Linked DNA regions of Mus musculus: regions 1, 3 and 4 are each linked to region 2. The links are chromatin contacts, called in public ChIA-PET maps. All regions are on one chromosome and are shown on one strand. Each heading gives the region's core, a stretch centred on a gene start, on an enhancer-like site or on the middle of the called end of the contact. The rest is flanking DNA. Distances are from core to core; before and after follow the strand shown.

Region 1 (5,372 bases), core at 1,339-3,838, 250 kb before region 2:
GGGCGGGCACAGAGTAATGAAGCTAGAGCCATCTGGGCCTTCAGGTTGGGTTTCCGCTGCCCACAGTCATCTGGTTGTTCTAGTGTGCTGGCCACCTGCCACTAGACTGAAGTCTGACCTCTATCCTCCACCCTACTTGTCTGAGGCCACAGACCATTGGCCTTCAGCATCTCTGAGCCCCTCCCAAGCTTCCTGCCTCAGAAGTCCCAACTCTCTAATCAGGCCCCTTGTCTACAACTAGCAGCCAGTGTGTGGCTCCTATCAGTTCTGCCAAAGCTTAGCAGATGCACATTCCCGCCTGTCAGGATGTCCAGGGCCAGGAGGCCGGCTGGGGCTAATCTTGGTTGGGGGTAGGGGGCACTTGGGCTACCATGTGCAATCAGAAGAACTGTGTTCCAGGGAAACCCTGGTCCCTCCCACTCTCAATGGACAGAAGAGGGTTGTAGGCCTAGAGGCCAGCTAGGAGGCCTTGCTTACTCTGATGTGTAAGAACTGCCTGGGGGAGCAGTGAGGAGCCAGGGGGGAACTAGGAGACTGTGTTTATATCCACTAAGCCCCCAGAGCAGGCCACCCACGTCCTTTTTTACTGTACCCCCAGCCTGGGTAGATATAGCCCCAACTCCTGTGAGCCATGGAGATTGGGCTGAAGTTACCTACGCTGCTAGAGTCAAGTGTGCATCAGTGGCTCCATGGACCTTTCCCTGCACACTATCAGCTGGTCTGACCTGTCAGCACTAGGCAAAGCCAGTTCCCAAAGGCCCTGTCCAGCCACATCCGAGGTTGTATGCCCGGGGAAGAAAGCAAGTGGTGCTTTTATCATGGCCTCATCCTGTAAACCAAATGGTCAGAGGCTCAGAGGTCAGAGGCCATGGTGGCCAAGCCCACCAGGCTTCCCAGTCCGTCCTGCCTCCAGAAAGGATCAGCCCTTATGAAGCGGCCTCTGAGGCCCTCCCTCTCCCCTGGGCCCAGTGTGAATTGATGGGACAGGAAGCTGGGGGGAGTGGGAGGATGGGTCTAGCCCAGGGATGAAGTACAATGAAGCGTGTCCTGTCCCCAGGGCCACAGGCACACAGGTCACCCCCACAGGAAGCCCGACCCAAGCACTACCTTGGCCCACCCAAGCTTCCCGACTGAAGCGTCTCCTATTCCCGTGGGAGCCACCACCAAGAATCCTACCCTCTTGAGAAAGGAAGGCGTGCCCTGACCCTGACCTGCTCTGCCTCCTGCCACGCTGTCCCACGGGTAGGGGCTTCTCACCCTGCATATGCATGACTGGGCTCCTTCAGACAACCACTGACTTCAGGCACACAGGAGACACCTCAGGGCAGGCCTGTATGCCGGAGGCCCAGATTCCAGATTCTTTGTTCAGGATCTGCTGCCAGTTTGGTGGTCCCCGCAAGCAAGTCACGTGTCCATTCTGGGCATCATCTGTAAAAAGCCAGGGACAAGAAGACACTTTGCCTAGCATAAGCAGTCAGTGAAATAAAACCCTTGGCAGAGGATGAGCTAGTGACTGGTGAGAACATCTGGACTTGGGTGACCACTCACAAGCTCCTCACACATCCCTGAGGGTGAGGAGGGCCCTCTGTCCGTCTTCCAGCCCAGCAGGTGAACCATGTCTGAGCTTTGCGTTTCATAGGCAGGGGTGTCAGGTCATTGGATCTGAAAAGTGTGTGTGTGTGTGTGTGTGTGTGTGTGTGTGTGTGTGTGTGTATACATGAGCATGTAGACGTGTGTGTTTGTGTGTGCTATGAGAAGGTCCTCCTCCCTCCTGGCAGATACCTGAGACAACCTCTTCAAAGCTGCTTGGCACCAGCCCAGTTCAGTGTATATATGGGTGTCTTCCCAAGGCTTCCAGGGAGTGGGTCAGGACTCCAAGGAATGTGGGTTAAGACTTGGAAGGGTTAAAGGAGATAGAGGGGTGTGCTTTGAACTAATGTACCTGTTAATGAACAGAGAGAGGGGAAGTTCCAACACGGAAGCCGCTCGGTCTCAGGATCCACTCTGTCAACCTGGCCTCACAGAGCCTTTGTCATTGCTTGGTGTTGTTGGGTGATCCCTACAAGTCCGACCAAGGGGACCAGAGCCTTCCCAGGAACAGACATGCAGAGGGACGATGACACAGTGCCCTGACGTCCTTAGACTGGGCAGGCATGGGTTCTTGGGAAGAGGAATTGGCAGTGTGCACTGGACGCAGGGCCCCTGAGTCACAAAGAGACAAAGTTAACCAGAGGGCCAGGCCAACCTTGGTCTCTTGTGGACTGGAGTGGTTGTCCAGGGCTGACACCATGCCCCTCACTTCTTCCTCTGGTTGTCTCCCTGCCCCACCCACCCCTAGGTGGATCCCGTTGTTACACACACACACACACACACACACACACACACACACACACACAGAAAGAGAGAGAGAGAGAGAGAGAGAGAGAGAGAGAGAGAGAGAGTACAGAGAGAGAGTGCCATGGCCCTCTGTTCTTTGTGGGAGTCACTCTGGCTGTTACACTGAGTTTTGGGTACAACCCAGAAGTACTGGTAGTGGGTGGAGTCACAGGATGGATGGTTATGAGTCAATATTGCTAAGCTTGTGTGTCATCAGACTGCATGCTGGGCTGGCTTCTCCTGCTGGCTGCTTTTTCTCACCCACATATGTGGGCTGCTCCTCCGGATGGTGCAATGCTGTGTCCAAAAGCTCAAAACAACTCAGGTCAGAGAATCTGGAGGCTCTGCTCCAGGCCCCAGGAGCCCCAGCCTGGTGTGATGCCCTTGATCTCTGAGATCTATTCACAGTGGCACGGAGTGGCCATGGGCACTTGAGAGCTCTCAGCCCTGACCTCATGAGAGACTCTAGACAGTTTTGAGTGATAATGGACTCAGATGAATAAAGGCAGACCCTTGGGCAGCAGGCTGCCCACTTATGGTTGGGGTAGCCTCTGGTGGCTGTCCTCTCTACTCTCCCCAAGAGCCCTGGGATGACAGTCCTGTGGACTCAGTTCACAGTGCCTAAATCTAGTACTGAGTCCAATACTGTCACTTTCTGACCCTAAGCAAGTGGCCTCCAGTATCTGAGCCCATATTGCCTCATTTGTGCAGTGAGGACGCCAGTCCCCACCTCATGGAATTGCTTTGAGTGTGGGGGTATAAGTTTGTTTACAGTGGGTGCATATGTATAAACAGTATCTTTAGACTAGGCCTGGAGTGGGGCAGTAAGCACCATGTGTCAGCCCACTGTCTCTAATCCAAACATGGCCTGTAACACTGAAGCCAGTGCTGCTTCTTTGTATCCAGCTAAGTCCTTGCTTTGCTCTGTCTCTGTTGCTATAACAAACTACTTGAGACCAGATAGTTTAGAAGGAATAGGAGTTTCTTTGACCCATATTTCTGGAGGCTGAGGAGTCCTAGTACATAGTGTTAGCATCTGCTGAGGGCTTCCCAATGAGGTAGAGGGTGCTCCATTGCCAGACTGAGCTCTTCTGTGACACCACTAATGCCATCATGAGGGCCCCACTTCCAAGCCATGAACACATAGACAGTGGGGACATATTCAAACCGTAAAATTGGGGTGTCTGCAAGACTAGTATCAGGTGCTAGAGCATCATGAAAAGACTACCCACCTCAAGCAATATCCTCGTGCCTTCCAAGCCCCCAGGGTGTGTGTTCTGTCAGTCCTAAGGATGAATGGGCAGGTGAGGGTGCGCTTCTCACCCCGACACTGTCTTCAGATTGCTAGGATGAGAGCCTCCCCCTGAAAGAACGTGGTGGGGCCGGGGAGGGGTGGTGATCCCAGCTTCTGTAGAGAAGGGCAGCTTACGCCTACAAGAAGGCCTGGCTGGCATGCTCCTAACGATCACAGGACCCTCCAGGACAGGGAGACAACCTGTAATGGGTGTGCCCTGGCCCAGGGATGGATGAGCTGATATCACATCCGTAATTGGTGCAGGAAGATGCAGAGGCTGAACTACGCTGGCACCTTCCAGGGCTGGGCCTAGGGCGCCCAGGAAGGCAGGCCTAGCTAGTCTCTGGCCATGCACAGGGAAGCAGATCAGGACTGCCCTTCTCTGCCCAGCTCCCTGCTGAGGGTTAGTCTCCTCCTAGAGTTTGTCCAGCCACCTGGGCACTGAGTAAACATCGTCCCTCTTCCCAGCTGGAAACTTCAGGGGATGGCAGGCAGCTGGACCAGGTTAGGAAAAGATGAAAGGGAAAGGCTGGACACAAACTCCAGCACTGACCAAACAAGGTGTGGGTGGGGAAAGCTGAGTTGGTGACGTGCCTAGAGACAAACTGTGGGGTGAAGCGCAAAGACCCTTTCTTCTTTAGTCCTTCAGCTGCCTCTGACAAACTCATGGGCCACCCCTGGAGAGAAGGCTGGACTCCAGTAATACCTTCCCTCCCCTTGTCACACCACAGAGGAAACTGAGGCTCAGGGCCATACAGACTGAGGCCACAGGAGAGGCAGGATTCTCTCCAGGCCTGGGTGACATTAGGGCCTTAACAAGAACAGGGCTTTTGGGCTGGAGAGATGGCTCAGTGGTTAAGAGCACCGACTGCTTTTCCGAAGGTCCTGAGTTCAAATCCCAGCAACCACATGGTGGCTCACAACCATCCGTAATGACATCTGACGCCCTCTTCTGGTGCATCTGAAGACAGCTACAGTGTACTTCGATATAATAATAAATAAATCTTTTTTAAAAAAAACGGGGCTTTCATTTGTCTGGAGTTTATAAACCTGGGCTCCAGATGCTACTTCTAGGCACATGTGGCCAGCGTCCTTAAGGGATGCCTGCTTGGTAGGGAATGTGACTGCTTGGGGGTGGCCATGGAAGTCATAGAGAACACACAGTGCCCAGTGCTGGAGCTTCTCCTACTTCTTGTACCTCTTGTGCATTTGAAGTCAACTCATCCAGGCCTTAATCCATCGATGGCTCCAGATGAGGAACTGAAGAACGACCAGCTGTTTATTTGTGGGTCAAGACTGACTCTCTGGCTCTTTAGTTGCTCCCTACCCTGCTACACACACACACAAATACACACACACACAAATACACACACACACACACACACACACACAAATACACACACACACACACACACACAAATACACACACACACACACAAATACACACACACACAAATACACACACACACACACAAATACACACACACATACACACACGAGAGAGAGAGAGAGAGAGAGAGAGAGAGAGAGAGAGAGAGAGAGAATGAACAATTCTGCAATTCTGACTCGGCCTCTGGTCTTGGGCCTCCCCCATACATCTGTGTTCCTGGGTAAGATGGCAGGTTCAGACCAAGGCACTGATCTCTGAGCTTCTACCAGGTGGTAAATGCTGCATGTTGAAGGTCCCAGAGGTAGGGGGAGG
Region 2 (4,875 bases), core at 1,639-4,138:
TTCTTGGGGAGACATGTTGAAAGCTAAATGAAAGACGAAGGGGGAAGGGCCCTGCTCTCCCTCCCACCCCAGCAGAAGTATCTGCATCTCTGCATCTCTATGTCTTGGGGTGAAGATTGTGGAGGAGCAGCCTCTTTAAGGGTCACAGCTCAGTTCAACTGTGGTGACGGAGTCCCTCAGCCTTGGAGGATGGCCTGTGCTGCCCAGAATCTCGAGAAGAGACTTTTTTGAGAAAAGACTTTTCTTTACTGCATGTGTACAGATGTATGTATGTGGGTCTCTCTGTGTGTGTGCACATGTGCACATATACATGTGCTTTTGTCCTCATAGAGTTTCATGATGGAGTGGATAGACACGACCTGATAATAGATGGCTAGACCTGGGTGGTGGATGGGGTGGGGGGCGGGGAAGTGGAGGCTGAAAGGTGTTCAGGTGTGATCAGTGTGCTCTGTCAGGACACTGGCTGCTGTATGAGCTTGGTTTGGTCTGGAAGGGAGAGGAGTTATTCATTCATCCAGATTCACAGAGTCACTGCTTTGTGTAGCAGAACACATGTGAAGGCCAGGCTGACTCCATGACAGGCTTCAAATTGGCAGTTAAGGAAACTAGGCCTCAGAAGCTGCCCCGCCTCCTGGCCTGAGGCAAGGACAATGGATCAGCAGCAGTTTCCAGACTTCTCAGCTACTTCCTCAGCAACAGTTTCCAGACCCTCCCCCCAGCAAGTTCCCAGCCCCCACACCCCAATAGTGGAATGTCTGTAGAGATGGACCCAATAGATGGACTCAATAGAGGTCTGTAGAGATGGACCCAATAGATGGACCCAATAGAGGTCACCTACCCTGGAGTCCCCTAATGTGCTTTAAATCAGGCCTGCAAGCTCACTTGATTGCCTCTCTATCTTGGTAATGGGAGACCCCAGCATGCTGGACTTCTGCAGAATAAAATACTCTTTGCATTTACATACTATTTGAGTCTGGAGTACCATTCTTCGGTGAAATCCTGGGCCCTTATACCATGTGCTGGAAATAAGACCATCAATGAAAAATAGGAAAGTCTGTAAGCTCCCACTTTACAGGAGGGACTTAGACTATAAGTAAGTAAATGTGATAAACAGCACATTAGACTGTGTGAACACTGGTAAGGCCCATTGCTGAGCACAAAACACACTCTGGTTGCAAGACAGAGCCATCAAGCTGGAACTAACTGAGAACTTCCTTATAGCTGGCTAAATTCCATAGTCCTGAAATGTGCTATGCACACCACCGGGGGAGAAAAGCCATCAATAATATTACCCTGCATCTTCCATTATGAACCTGTCAGGAAAGCTGTACCCTTTGATGCAATAGTGGTAATTGGTTTTAATTCCAAGTGAGACCTGAGCCATAGGAAGGAACTCATACCTGGTACCATAAACATGGCCACATGCCTATGGCTAGGACAGTCATAGGTCCAAGGTAATACCTACAACTGTTACCTTGCTATGTGGTTGTGTTGTTAAATATCGACGGATGGATGGGTATATGGATGGATGCATAGATAGATAGATTGGTAGGTAGAGGTGGATAGGTAAATAGATATGAATGGATAGATAGAAAGATAAATGATTGATACATACATACATACATACATACATACATACATAGGAAGGGATAGATGATAGATAGATAGATAGATAGATAGATAGATAGATAGATAGATAGATAGATAGATAGATAGTGCTGGCCTCAACTAAAGTGGAAACTTAAATGTCTTTGTAAAGTCAGTTGTGTTGGATGGGGTTTTGCTGGGGCAGACACAGGTGAAAGGATGTTCTGCTAAAGCAAGCACGTGAAACGACATGTGGCCGGGCATGGTGGCGCTCGCCTTTAATCCCAGCACTCGGGAGGCAGAGGCAGGTGGATTTCTAAGTTCAAGGCCAGCCTGGTCTACAGAGTGAGTTCCAGGACAGCCAGGGCTACACAGAGAAACCCTGTCTCGAAAAAAAAAAAAAAAAAAAGAAAGAAAGGAAGGAAGGAAGGAAGGAAGGAAGGAAGGAAGGAAGGAAGGAAGGACATGTGGTGAAGGGTTCTTTGCTAATGACATGAATGTATTGGAATGCACCAAAAACCTTCTGGTGGTGTGCTGCAGTTTCTTGCTGCTTCCAAGGTCTCAGGCTGATTGGCAGAGTGATGTCAGCTAAGAGAGACCCACGTGCTGAGGCCAGACCCGTGGAGAACATGTGATGTTTGGAGGTGTATAGAAAGGACCCAACAGACAGTGACAGGGACTGAGCTTGGCTTGCTTATAGAGCTAGCTGTGCGACGCTTGTGGATCTCAGGCCTTCCTGATCATCTCTTCGCTGAGAGAGGCACAGCTGAGAACTTTTCCTGGCATTCCTGTTGGCCCTGGTCCCTCCTGCTGACTTGTGCCGAGGCGGAAGCCTGCTGTTCTGCTAGGTAATGCCACCACTGCTGCTAGCCTGGCTCTACTGAACTGGATAAAGTGTTTGTGAGTGGATGGATCTGCCAGTGATGACTCCTGTGAACTGAACTGTTGATTTCCTGACAATGCAGATGGGATTTGCTCCAAAGATCCCTTTCAAAACAGGTCACTATCCCTGTACCCTTTTTTCTCCACTCCTCTGGTGGGTGGTGAGCTGAAAGGAAGGTTGAAGTGTTTAAGAGCCATCATTAAAAGTAGGATTTGGAAAAAAATTAAAGTTACACTCAACCTCAAACCAAAAATACCTTCTCTCTTCCGTGATCAGCAACAAGCGCAGAGAGCCATAAGTGGCCAAAGTGCTAAAAGCAGTGACTATTGCGTGCTTTCAGCGCTAAATGGGACCTCTCTACCAACCCTGCCCCCAAGACCCAGGAAGCAGCGGGGAAGAGAGGGGGGAGAGTGTGTAAGAGCTGTAAAATGCTGTCTTCCGGACATGATCTAGTCATTACACACATGAGCTTACCGCTGCTATGGCTACCCACCGAGATCAAGCCAACAAGATTAGTCAACGTTCTGACAGGCAGCCCTGACTGACCTCCGTGTGCTGTTAAAAAAGAAAGCAAAAAGGAGAAATGAATTTGGTGTGTCATTTAAAAACAAAAATAAGAGCCATGAAGCCGGGAGGGGGACATGTTCAGAGTACGGGGAGGGGAGGGGCTGGGATGGATATGATTGGCATTCCTTGATTGCATGTATGAACGTATCAAAGGATAAAGAAGAGAGATTAGATTAAGAAAAATCAAGAGTAGCAAAGCAAGAAAGTGGGATAGAAAAGTCCAGGTGGGGGGGTTGAGCCTACAGCTTAGCTGGTGGGATCCTGGGCCAGCATCCATAAAGCCCTCGACTCAACCTCCAGAATCCAGGCACCGTGGTACAGGCCTGTAACACTTGAGGAAGACAGAAGGATAAGCAGTTCCAGGTCATCCTCAGCAGCATAGTGAGCTTGAGGCAAGCCTGTGGCACCTGAAACCGTGTCTCCAAGGGAAGAAAAGGAGGAGGGGGGGAGGGGAGGAAGAAGAAGAGCCTTGATCTTAGCTTCTTGGGAGTCTGAGGCAGGTGGATCACAAATTTAAGGCCCAAACCAGGAGTGATGGCACACACGCTTAATCCCAGCACTCAGGATGCAGAGGCAGAGGCAGGCAGATCTCTGAGTTCAGAGCCTGGTCTACAGAGTGAGCTCCTGGAAGCCAAGGCTACACAGAGAAAACCTTTCTCAAAATAATAAAATGAAATGAAATGAAATGAAATGAAATAAAATAAAATAAAATGAAATAAAATAAAATAAAATAAAATAAAATAAAATAAAAGCAAGGCCTACCTGGGCTACATAAGGAATCACTGTCTCAAACTAAAAGAAAAAGTCAAGTCAAGAATTGCTTTAATGAGCCAGGCAGTGGTGACACACACCTTTAATCCCAGCACTTGGGAGGCAGAGACAGACAGATTTCTGAGTTCGAGACCAGCCTGGTCTACAGGACAGCCAGGGCTACACAGAGAAACCCTGCTCGAAAAACCAAAAAAAAAAAAAAAAAAAAAAAAAGAATTGCTTTAATGAAGCCATTGGAAATAGCCTCTCTGAGAATTGACAAATGAAGACTTGAATAAAAAGGTGAAGAAAGGCGCAGTTTGGAAATATTAGGAGGAAGATGGTCCATGGCCAGAAATCAGAAAGCCAAAGGTTGCAAGGTGGAACCGTGTCTCAAATGTCCAGGGAACATAAAGAAGAGCCAAGGAACCCAGGGGACATGGAGGCCAGTGAAGGGTAGGGGACAGGAGGGAGGAAGGGAGGGAGGGAGGGAGGGAGAGAGAGAGAGAGAGAGAGAGAGAGAGAGAGAGAGAGAGAGAGAATTGCAGAGCTTCACGGGGCCCTGCAAAGATGGGAGCTCCCATTGTGAGTGGGTTGGAGGGATCCCCGTGGGTCCTGAGTGAAGTGGCACCATCTGAACAAGCCTAAAAGCCGGCAAGGGAAGGATACACACTGGGCAGTGACCACTGCCCACATCCAGGCAAGAGGTGCCAGGGCTTGCAGAGAAGAGCTGCTTCGTGGCTGGGTGGTACATAGGGGCCATTTGGCTGTGTCCCTAAAGCAGAGATGATGGCATTAAGACAAAGCAGAGCTGTGGAGTCTCAGGCAGCATGAGGCATCCTGGGCTTGCTGGCATGCCGTGTGACTTCTCAGCCTCCAGAATGGTGAGCACTACCTATCCCTCCTCCTCTGTCTGCATTTGGTTTCTGCCCTGTCAGCTGTTTCTCTGGAGCACCTGGCTGCTGCATGCATCTTGCCTCCTGTGCTCACACCACAATGCTGCAGTCACCTCGGTTGCATAAGACTTTTTTTTTCTCTGCATCACCTCAGTTAAGTGGCAATCCAACACGATAGGCTTGGACTCTACC
Region 3 (5,289 bases), core at 2,149-4,648, 130 kb before region 2:
GCTCAGGGACGAGCCAGTGGGATAGATCGTTCTGTCTGGAGTGCATCTGGACTTTACCCAGTAAACCCTGGAGCCTGATGATGCTCACTTGTAGGGAAGGGAAGGTTTCAGCCAGGCAGGGATGTGCACAGGACTGGGAGGTGGGGCGGGGCACCTGGGCAGGCCTGGTCCTGGGCCCAGAGGAAGGGTGACCCAAGCCTGAATTCCGAAGTCCAGGTCAGTGGGACTCAGTTCAGCAGCTAGTTTGTCATGAGGTGCTGAGAACAAGGACAGAAGCAAGATTCCACCAAGGCCCTTCCAGCCTCATTAAAGTTGGAACCAGGCTGTCCCCAGTGAAGACAATGCCGAGGTCCTGACTGTTTCTATAGGGGGTCATGGGAAATCGGTATACTTGAAGAAGGGACTTAGAGTGAGCTTTCGATCGCACTAGCTGGCTTCTTCACTGCATAGCTGCTGGACTGTAGACCCACCCAGCTTACACAGCTAACACAGGGGTAGCCCCTGCATTGTTGGGAGAGGGTCACATCTGCCTGGCCCATTTCCATTATACAAGTGCTGTCATGAGCCTGGAGCCCCAGAGCTCACTGGGGCAAAGGTCGGCTGGGATAGTGAAGTGAAGACACTGCCACCTGCCTTGCCCTAGCTCTAAAGACCTCTTCTCTCTTTGCAGTGATGGGTCATTTCCTTATGACTCTGTCCCTTGGCAGCAGAACACCAATCAGCCTCCCGGCTCCCTCTCCGTGGTCACCACGGTGTGGGGAGTGACCAACACATCCCAGAGTCAGGTAAGAACTTGTCCCATCCTCTACCATGGTCCCTCCTAGGCACAAGTGTCTCTTATTCCTCCCAAGAGTGGGGAGGGGGGTTCTCCAGAGAACCGTGCCGTGACACTCTCCTCACTGAAGACAGTCTCAGGACATATCCAGCTGCAGACAGCATCACTCCGGAAAGGGTACACAGCTGTCTCAGTAGGGACACAGCTGGGTCCCTGAGGATCATCCCCCATTGTAGGGCCTTCTGGGATAGAAGAGGAAGGGTGTTTATGTGACAAGGCCATGAGTACTGTTCTGAGACCTTGTTCCCTCCAGTTGTGCAAACAAGAGCGTTACTGGGCGTTACTGACCTCAGGGTTCTAAGCTGGAAACCTTTGGCCCTGAATGGTCTGGATTAGGTTTTCCTAAGATGTCACCTCTCAGTAAAGGGTGCCTTAGCCTGACAAGCCCAGCTGTCTTCCCAGACATGCTATTCTTGTTTCCTCTTCTTTTCTCTCTCCTCACCTCCTTCCTAACAGAGGGCCCCCCTCTGCCGGACCTAGGCCAGGCCATCCTGGGGGGGAGCTGTCATGCTTCCCTGGGTCTTCATCCACAGACAACATCTGGGCCAAAGACACAGAGGTGTCTTTTTTAGAGCAGCAGCCCAGGGCGTCCACCAAGCCCTATTGTAGAGTTGGGACCGAGTAGGCTAATGTTTGCCAAAGACTTCGCTTGCCTCAGATCTATCTCTGCAGCCATGGGGACCACTTGGGCTGGCTTTGTGAGCCTTGGCCTCACTCCTTCCTGGCTGACATTCTCAGCCCACTCCCTTTGATCCCTTACGTGTTCTGGGGACTCTTCAAGCCACTCCCATGCTCCTCTGCTGTGTCTTCCCTGCCATGTTTCAGTCTTTGTCTTCTCTTTCTCCACGCTGCCTCAGGTACCGACCTTAATGACAGTCTCTCTCTCTCTCTCTCCCCCCCCCCCTCTCTCTCTCTCTTTCTCTCTGTTTGCAGGTCCTCGGGAACCCTATGGCCAATGCCAACAACCCTATGAATCCAGGTGGCAACCCCATGGCATCAGGCATGAGCACCAGCAACCCCGGCATCAACTCCCCACAGTTCGCAGGGCAACAGCAACAGTTCTCCACCAAAGCTGGCCCTGCACAGCCCTATATCCAGCCCAACATGTACGGCCGACCTGGCTACCCTGGTAGCGGGGGCTTTGGGGCCAGGTGAGTGACCAACCTGGATGGTGCCCTTCTACGGCAGCGTGTTAGCCCTGCCTTCCTACCTACATCCAGGAAGGACTCTTATTTGAATGCCAGTTCCACATAGCCTGGTCTAGGATATGAGGACAGTTCTGCCATGTGTCTTAGCAGATTGGCATCAACCTCCCAGGGGTAGAGGGGATACTTCCTCAGTTCCTTCTCAGCCATGTACCTTTATGCTAAGACAGTGGGGTGAGCAGGCAGGATTGGAGAGCAGTGGCAGTGAGCTCCATCTGTCCAAAACTCCTTAGAAAGCTCACTGACCTGAATGAAGAAGAAATGGAGGCTAGAGTCCCCAACCTCAGATCACAGTGAAGAAGGGACAGAAGCAGCCCAAGCCACCTTGAGCACACTCCGCCTAGCTCTCGAGGCAAAGTTGCTGGGTTTCTAGCCTCGCAGTTCAAAACAGGAGTCTCACACACCTCAATCCACATCTACAGCACACAGCACCATACAATTCTCAGGTCAATGTTTGCTTAGAAGGTAGTCTGTGGTGACCAAGGAAAAGCAGAGAAGCTATGGAAATGTCCTAGCCCCAGCAAAGATTCAAAAAGGAGTGGCCTTGTCATCACTAGTAGCAAGAATAGCCACCAATCTCAGAAGTCCCAGGTCCGCTGCTGGGCCTCACACCCACAAGCTAGGTGTCTGGAATTCATGCGTATAATCCTGTAGCCTTCCTCCTGGTACTGGGTACATCCCAGAGTCAGCTAATGAGTTCTCTCTGACTGCTCCCTGCTTCTCCTCCACAGTTACCCTGGGGGTCCTAGTGCCCCAGCAGGCATGGGCATCCCTCCACATACTCGGCCTCCTGCTGACTTCACCCAGCCAGCGGCCGCTGCTGCAGCAGCTGCAGTAGCAGCCGCCGCTGCCACAGCCACAGCCACAGCCACAGCTACAGTGGCAGCCTTGCAAGAGACACAGAACAAGGATATAAACCAGTATGGACCGGTAAGGGTTCCTGCCCGCTGGCCTGGCCTCACCCAGGCTGGGGAAATCTTGAGCGTTAATGCCACGGGTATCCTTGGAAGCCCCTTAAAAGAGTGTTGTGTGTGGGTATGGTAAAATGGTTGGGTGTGGTGGGGTTTGGGGGTATGCTATGCTCTCTGGGCTGGTAGCTCCCAGTGCATATGGGGGAAGAGGTACCCTATTGGTTTCGGAGTTCCTGCTTATCAGACAGTAGGTTGTGTGCCTAAAATGGCTTTGTGACTAGCTTGTCCCTAATCACCTCTGAGGCCACTATTGTCCCATCTGTGGATTTTACCCAGGCCTCATCGTAGATCCTCTGACCTTCAAAAGGATGGGGTGGGGTGTGAAAAGGGGAACCCCATAACCCTGCAAGGCAGAAACATGAAGGAAGGGTGCAGGGTGAGCAGGAGGAAGTGGGCTGGGTAAATCACACTTAGTGTATGGAGGGTGTGTCTCCATTGGCTACTGACCAAGGGCAAGGCCAGGGCTTTCAGGAAAGGGCTTCAGCCTCCATCCTCATCCGCCTCCTCTTCCTGTGTCCTCCCTGTGTCCCTCCCATCCCTACCCACTTCCATGTCCCCTGCCTGCCTCCCTGGGAATGCTGCCTGTGCCTTGGAGTGACTGCTCCCTGCCCTACCCAAACCCACCAGCTGCATTTTCCCATGAGACCTGCAGAGGGCAGTAGTGAGCCCTGGAGGACTGGGTCCTTTAAGAGCTCCTGGCTCTTAACTGCAGCCCTGTGGGAAAGTGCTGCTCCCCCTTTAGCCCCCTACCTTCCTTCCCTGCACTTTCAATGCATGTGGCATTTTATTCTTTTTTTTTTCTTCTTCTCCCATTGAAGGTGTGTTCCTCTTTCCAGATGGGTCCCACCCAGGCGTATAACAGCCAATTCATGAACCAACCCGGGCCTCGGGGGCCTGCCTCCATGGGGGGCAGCCTGAACCCTGCCGGCATGGCAGCTGGCATGACACCCTCGGGCATGAGCGGCCCTCCCATGGGCATGAACCAGCCCCGACCACCCGGCATCAGCCCCTTTGGCACACACGGGCAAAGGATGCCCCAGCAGACCTACCCAGGCCCCCGGCCCCAGTCCCTTCCTATTCAGAGCATAAAGAGGCCATACCCGGGAGAGGTAAGTGTGACTATGATGGGGGATGGGAGGAGAAGGAACATTGACAGAGGGACCATGGACCCAGGGACCTTGGAAAAGGCACAGTTAGGCCACTTAGAGAACTTGAACTAAAGGGCTTTGGAGGCTTAGCCCCTGACTAATATCATCTCTGTTGTGGAAAACACCAAACAAGTCACTACACCTGAGTGTGTATGACTTTAAATCAATGGTATTCACAATCCACACTGGCCCTTAGAATGCCCAGAGGACAGGGGGCCGTGACATTGTAAAATACCCTGCCTAGAGCAGGCAAGTGTAGAAGCAGAAACCATGGAGACCACTTAACCCTGTCCATACTCAGATACTAATGGATGACCCTGGATGAGGACCTCAGTGCAGGGAGCCACCTAGAGAGTGAGGGCTGCCACTAGTACACTAGTACAGGCTGTGTGTCAGGGAGGCCATCGGATGGCACACAGTATCCCTAGGGCTTACTTCCATCATATTGCTCTCCTGGGGATAGTGCCTTCTCTGGGGTCTCCTAGCAGAGGTGCCAGAGGAAACCATCCCAGCAGACGGTCCCAAGCACCGTGGAAGGTCAGGGGAAAAGGGAAGTCACCAGGTCTCAGTGACACTCAGAATACAACTGAGACCAAGATCCGTGCCCAGCTGATGCGCCCCCCTCGCTCCAGTGAAGTTTGTCTTTGGCACACCATGATGCCCCTTCCTGGGCATGGCACCTCAGCTCTTCATCTTCTCAGATCATGTCCTTCTGGCTGGTCAAGACTGTGGCCTTCAACTTGAGCTGAAGCAGATTTCTATCCCACGAAAGCATAAGCTCTCTGTCCCCACAGGTCCCTTCAGCCGCCACTCTCACAGAGGTTGGATGATGTCATAATTGGTATAGGTGCCCTAAGCCTGAGACTCAGGAATAGGCTATAGTGATTAGGCTTCCTGTACACCCAGGAGGCCAACTCAAGACCTGAGCCTCGACCTAGTGGGCACTAGGGAGAGAAACTCAAAGGCCTTTAGGCTCCTCCCAGCCCTGCCTGTCCTTGGTTTGGGGCCTTAAGCTGATGGCTTCACTCCCAGAACACAGTCACTAAACACCCTCTACCCTCAACCTCCTGAGAGATAGTTGGCTGCACTGGGCATGCATGTCTGAGCTTCAGGCTGCTCACCTGAGATGA
Region 4 (5,163 bases), core at 1,693-4,192, 150 kb before region 2:
CCCACAGAGCCTCTATGTTGGTGTCATGAGCTCTGCCATTTGAGGGGCCTGAGAGTGGTCACCAGCTGCTTGCTGGTTCCCCTAGGATTGGACACAGTGTACAGCTGGGTTGCTCAGCACATAAAGGTGTGATCTGCTGTCATCTGGCTGCCGATGTGGTGAGAATTGGGGATTCTGTGCTATCTAAGGAAGAAGTGGGGCTCACTCCAGCCTCTTACCTGGAGGAATCAGACCGTGAGTTTCGATGACATGTCTCAGAGGTTCCCCAGGGACAAAGGATTTCCATAGGACTTCCTTGGCCCCCCAATTCCCTAAGTTTGAACAGAGGGTAGTGGTGTTTTAGCCTGTAGGAGAGAGCGTGTTCAGGAAGGAAAATGGATCTTGAGGCTGTCCCTGCTGCAGCTCCACGATCAATAAAGTGTGTGTGTGTGTGTGTGTGTGTGTGTGTGTGTCTGTGAGGGGGGTGTCTTCTCACCTTAGGGACTCAGGCCAATGCGAGAGCATTCTGGTCTCCTAGGCCATCTAACTACATCCCTTTTACTACCGTTGCCACCTCTGGGCTATCCTTGGCCTTTTCAGGTGTTCCTTAGGGCAAGAAGAAGTTGCAGGGGCAGGTGGGGAGTCCTCAAATAGCCCCTTAGGAACACCAGTGTGTGTCCTTGAGCACCAAGGAGTTCTGCCCTGGTGGAATCCATGTCTTCCCAGGCTGTGGAGAGAAGTTTGTTATGGGCGTAGGTCCAAGGCTCTAAATGGAAGACTATAGTTACCTCCCTCCTCCCTCCTCCCCTCCCCTTCCCCTCAGTGCTGCATACTTTGTTTCTGTGGCTGTACGTTGTAGTAGTGGGGATTAAACCCAGAGCCCTATGCATGCTAGGCAAAAGTTCTGCCACTGAGCTACCATCCCCAGCACTTGGATTATTGGTATTGTACTGTTATTGTTTTGTTTTTGAGATAAGGTCTGTGTGGACCAAGCTGGCCTCAAACTCAAGAGAAACTGGCCTGCTTCTGCCACTGCCTCCTGAGAGTTGGGACTAAAGGCCTGTTGTCATTTGTGTTTTATTTTTTACGTTTCTATGTTTGTGTGTGGAGATCAAAGGACAGCTTGTGGGAACCATTTCTCTCCTCCCACCATTTGGGTCCTGGGATTTGAACTCAAGGTTGAGTAGACTTTAGCTTGGCACCAAGCACGATCACCCACTGAGCCTTCTCACTGGTCCCCCATGCTTTGTTCATAAAGCTCTTTCGTCTCCTACTGTAATGGTCTGCAATCCCTAGCCAGCAAATGGCCATCCCTAAAGCCTAAGAAGACAAAGGTCACGACCTGCCACACACTGAGCAGTGGCCTGAGTCAGGCTCCTGACTTCTCCTGGATAGCAGCTGTAGCTGTCCACCCGCAGGAGGATCTGTGGGAGGACCAGGGAGCCACTACTTCAAGAGGGACATCTCCAGAAGTGGCTCTCTGTCAGATGAACTGAGCCAGATTGCCAGCTCACTTCCCAAGCCCGTCCTCGGGTCCACAGTACTTTGAGAGGACACTTTGTAGAGATGAAACCATCCTAAGGGTAGGACATTCTCTTCCTGATGAACATTCTCCCCTGACTTGGCACTGCAGTCTTAGCATCTGAGCCTGAACTATATAGGCTGACCTGATGGTAATGGGAAATGTGCAGGGAACTTTTCAGACTGGGTTCTTCTGAGGCCCCCAGAGGCTCAACTCTTCAGGAATCTTCTTGAGTCTCCTCTTGCTCAGCCCCGGACAGCCTCCACAAGGCAAGGAACAGCCAAACCGGTTTGGGAATCAGCCTTGCAGGCTCTAAGGTTCCTCAGAGTTCAGTTCCCAGGGTGTGTTCACACACCTAGAGACTCCAGCTTCTGTCACCCATAGAGCCCTTGGGAAGAGGGAGTGTTCTAGAGGCAGGGGTGGAGGTGGGAGGAGTAGCCTGAAGCTACTCCAGGCTGGGTCACTCCATAGGATTCTTTAAGCACACACTGTCCCAGCCTGAGGAGCAGTTAGGGGACCAGACCTGACCAGTCCTGGCCTGTGGGGCCTAAGCTTCTATAAGAATGAGGGATAAATGGAAGGGTTCCCAGCCAGTGTGTCAGCAGGCAGCTTCTGCCATCTTGCCTCTCACACCACACAGTGCCGGGGCTGGCAAAGCAGGGAACAGAAGGTGAGAGTGATCTGGGAAAACCAGAAGCTTAGGCCAACACCTTACTGAGAAAGGCCTGGCAAGAGTGTGGCAATTCCTCAGGAGTACTTCCTCCACAGAAAACCAGGGGCTTTTGTCAGCACCACCAAAGTCCAGCTCCCTGTGACCACCAAGAAGTCCTGACCCCCTGTTGCTAAGGCTGCCAAGTTCTTCCCACCTACCCACACACCCTCCTGAACTTAGAAAGGGACAAAAGCCACTCTTGGCCACACAGGTATTGAGCTCAGCTCAGATGAGAAACTAGGATGGTACTTCAGTGTCTCCTAGTGATGGGTTTGATGTCCCAGATGAGGGACATAAAAGGGAAGTCCTAGGTACCAGTGGCAGGGTCATTGTCCTGATCTTCTGAATCCACCCACACCCCTTGCCCCCTTCCTCCAATACAGTATAGCTCTTGGGCAGACCTCAAGGCATGGGAGTCAAACTGAGAGTGTGAAGTAGCTGGGGAGGGGGTGGGGGAAGGAAGCGTGGTGGCTGGCAGATCTTCCCCATCCACTGCAGCAGGGTGAGTAGGGTCAGAATGGCCACCCTTCCTGTAGACAAATGTGCCTGCAGAGCCTAAGGCTGCTTTACCGGATCAGTGACTCAGAGCTACCTGCCCCAGCCCAAGACTAGAATCTCCTTCATGGTCACGGGGTTCCTTTGTGGGTTCCTCCCAAGGCAGAGAGTGGGACCATTCCTCCATTGCTGGGGCCCCCCTACAGAGGCCAGCAGGAAGGAAGCCAAGAGACAGCTCTGCAGACATTTCAGTTCCTCAGGACACAAGTCCAACCTACTGACTCTTACAAGGGAGCCATGCCATGAGAGCAGGAGGCCTGGCTCCTGGTGCCCTCCCACGCCCTTCAGGGCACAATAGGGTAAATGCCAAGAGCCTTTCAGAGATGGTCTGTGTGGACAGGCCCTGTGCTCAGTGCCCCTACAGAGGGTGAGCCTCAATAGGCTGGCACAAGAGATGAGGCGGGAGTAGGTAGAGATCAAGGTGAAACGTGGGTCGGAGGTCAGCCTTGTAGAGAAGCACTGGATGTGGCCACTGTTGGGTGCCAGAGATGGCACTGCCCACCCCAGGGAGTATCAAACATAAAGGTGCCAAGTGGACAGCTTTGAGCATCTGTGTATGTTTATGTGATTCTCCTAGAGTGTGGGAAAGACAGACCCACAAGGGACCAGGTTCGTTTTCTGTTTGTCAGATGTCTCAGCCTTGGAAGGCCTTCAGAGGAAGGCAACAGGGAAAACCAGTGAATTTATCCTGCAGGATACTCCACTTGCCAGAATCTGAATTTGTTTAATGTTGACCTCAGGAGGGAGGAAGCCTGATGCTTCTCCTGTGAGCTTCCACAGTTAAGCCTGGTCTATTGCCTCGAGAATCCTCAGATCCTTGTCTGTAAACAAGAGGAGTTTTGCTGTCTCACCATTTCACACGCAGAATGAAGGGGTGAGCCGAGGCCTGTGAATCCCTGATACGTTCTAGAGTGGCCAGCCCAGGCTAGAGACTCCCAGCCACCTGGTTTTGGGACCAAGACTTTGTGCTTGGGAGATGAAAGAGGAGAAGGTGAGAGTGTGATCTGGCCCCACCTAGAGGGATAAGAGGTGGCCTTTCCTCTGTGGGTACCACATAGTGGATGTACAGACACCATCAGCACTGGTGCCAGGACAGATGACATGAAGGTGGCAGCTGTCCTTAAGTCACCTACGCTGTTGTTTCTGTAAGAGGCTTATATTTATAAAGTCTCATTAGCCGTCCGTGGCTATGCATGGCATGAAATGTGTCAGTGGACTCTGTGATAGGTTTTATCTGGTGACAGTGCCATGGAGACTGGCTTGCAGTCCGGGAGGGGCCTTGCACCAGCTCTACAGCCTGGCTTTCAGATGGAGTGCTTGATGACTGACCGTCTCCCATACTCTCATGTACCGAGCTATTTCTGTCTGTGCCGCACTGCAACCTGTTAGTCATGTGTTGGCTGCGTAGTTCTTACTAAATGCTATGCCAAGTGCTAGGACTATGCAAGGGGCCGCTCCAGTCTCATGTCTAACCCCTGGGTAGCCTGTCTCCTGGCCCCATTTGCTTCCATTCAGCTTATCCTGTCTATCCAAAGCAGGGTGGGTTGGTGACAGACACGTTGGGAGACAGGCACATGATGGGTGGGCCTGCTCTGATGCATTGCAGAGCTTGTAGTAGAGAAGGTGTAAGGAGAGCAGGCTGCTGAGACGATCAACACACCATGTTGGTACATATTCTTGAGATAGGTAGGTGTGCTCGGGGGACTAGAGTGGCCATGTTGGTAGCTTTCTGACTCACCAGGAAGTGCCTAACTCATCCTGCTGCTGTGTCATCGTCCCCTGTGCACCTGAAATGCGTGACTGAGCTATTTATTGGAGGAATGGCCCTTCCTTGCATTCTTTCCTTCCTAGGATGTGTGAAGGAGGAATCCCTTGTCTCTTGACGGTCTCTTCCTGGCTACTTCAGAGTCCATCCTTGGTGGCCTGAGGGACTCAGAAGCCACCCCTCCTATCTCTACTGCCCCCTCCACACACACAACCTTCTCCCCTGGTGCCTTCTAGCCATGGAAATGTTTTGTGCTCCTCAGAGTCTCCTTGTCTCACTGTGCATTCCCTGCTGGCAGCAGGGTGGACAAAGCCTCTGTTTGTCTCTTACCTCCCTGCTCTCCAGACTGCTCCTCAGGCTCCTCCCTGCATCTGGTCCTTCCCAGTTCCTGGATCTTAAAGCACTGAGCAGCCTGGGCCTGTATCTAAACCTTGCCAAGCTGCCCAGAGATCTGGCTCCCTCTGGTTTATTTGCTCCTTTTCAAGCTCAAGCCCAACCCAGACTAGTGAGGTTCAACCTTTCCTATGACCCTGTGTACTCACTGTCTTAGATGCTGAGATCCAGCCTCTGTTCCCCTGTACCCCAACTGGATCCTATCCTCATTGGCCCCCAAAAGCTGATCTCTGAAGT

The links. ChIA-PET counts read pairs in DNA pulled down with a chosen protein or histone mark.
Region 1: a contact with region 2 is called in an RNA polymerase II ChIA-PET map of memory CD8 T cells, with 13 read pairs. The contact joins two enhancer-like sites. A contact is called at or near these places in 3 of 115 datasets of contacts at active chromatin or transcription factors (effector CD8 T cells, memory CD8 T cells and pancreatic cancer cells).
Region 3: an RNA polymerase II ChIA-PET map of memory CD8 T cells shows a contact between it and region 2, with 24 read pairs. The contact joins two enhancer-like sites. A contact is called at or near these places in 1 of 484 Hi-C or Micro-C datasets (cardiomyocytes), 3 of 115 datasets of contacts at active chromatin or transcription factors (effector CD8 T cells, embryonic stem cells and memory CD8 T cells) and 1 of 9 other capture datasets (liver).
Region 4: an RNA polymerase II ChIA-PET map of memory CD8 T cells shows a contact between it and region 2, with 7 read pairs. The contact joins two enhancer-like sites. A contact is called at or near these places in 3 of 115 datasets of contacts at active chromatin or transcription factors (CD8 T cells, embryonic stem cells and memory CD8 T cells).

The regions. Positions count from the first base shown.
Region 1 is chr14:25,524,918-25,530,289 of GRCm38.p6, forward strand. The region is part of intron 2 of Zmiz1 (zinc finger, MIZ-type containing 1); the gene reads left to right. Among named protein-coding and RNA genes, the nearest start is that of Mir3075, 6.8 kb to the right of the region's middle. Within about 2 kb of position 2,589, at least 120 of the 459 cell types and tissues checked have an H3K27ac peak or open chromatin away from gene starts, as enhancers often do. A contact at or near this core is called in memory CD8 T cells, where this site is marked.
Region 2 is chr14:25,777,848-25,782,722 of GRCm38.p6, forward strand. No RefSeq gene overlaps it. Among named protein-coding and RNA genes, the nearest start is that of Zcchc24, 11 kb to the left of the region's middle. Within about 2 kb of position 2,889, at least 67 of the 459 cell types and tissues checked have an H3K27ac peak or open chromatin away from gene starts, as enhancers often do. A contact at or near this core is called in CD8 T cells, effector CD8 T cells and memory CD8 T cells, where this site is marked.
Region 3 is chr14:25,642,888-25,648,176 of GRCm38.p6, forward strand. It overlaps Zmiz1 (zinc finger, MIZ-type containing 1), which reads left to right. Exons shown (of 24, transcript NM_001310666.1): 8 at 671-785; 9 at 1,769-1,986; 10 at 2,772-2,970; 11 at 3,848-4,120. Among named protein-coding and RNA genes, the nearest start is that of Gm52102, 16 kb to the right of the region's middle. Within about 2 kb of position 3,399, at least 74 of the 459 cell types and tissues checked have an H3K27ac peak or open chromatin away from gene starts, as enhancers often do. A contact at or near this core is called in effector CD8 T cells and memory CD8 T cells, where this site is marked.
Region 4 is chr14:25,625,914-25,631,076 of GRCm38.p6, forward strand. The region is part of intron 6 of Zmiz1 (zinc finger, MIZ-type containing 1); the gene reads left to right. Among named protein-coding and RNA genes, the nearest start is that of Gm45915, 25 kb to the left of the region's middle. Within about 2 kb of position 2,943, at least 40 of the 459 cell types and tissues checked have an H3K27ac peak or open chromatin away from gene starts, as enhancers often do. A contact at or near this core is called in CD8 T cells and memory CD8 T cells, where this site is marked.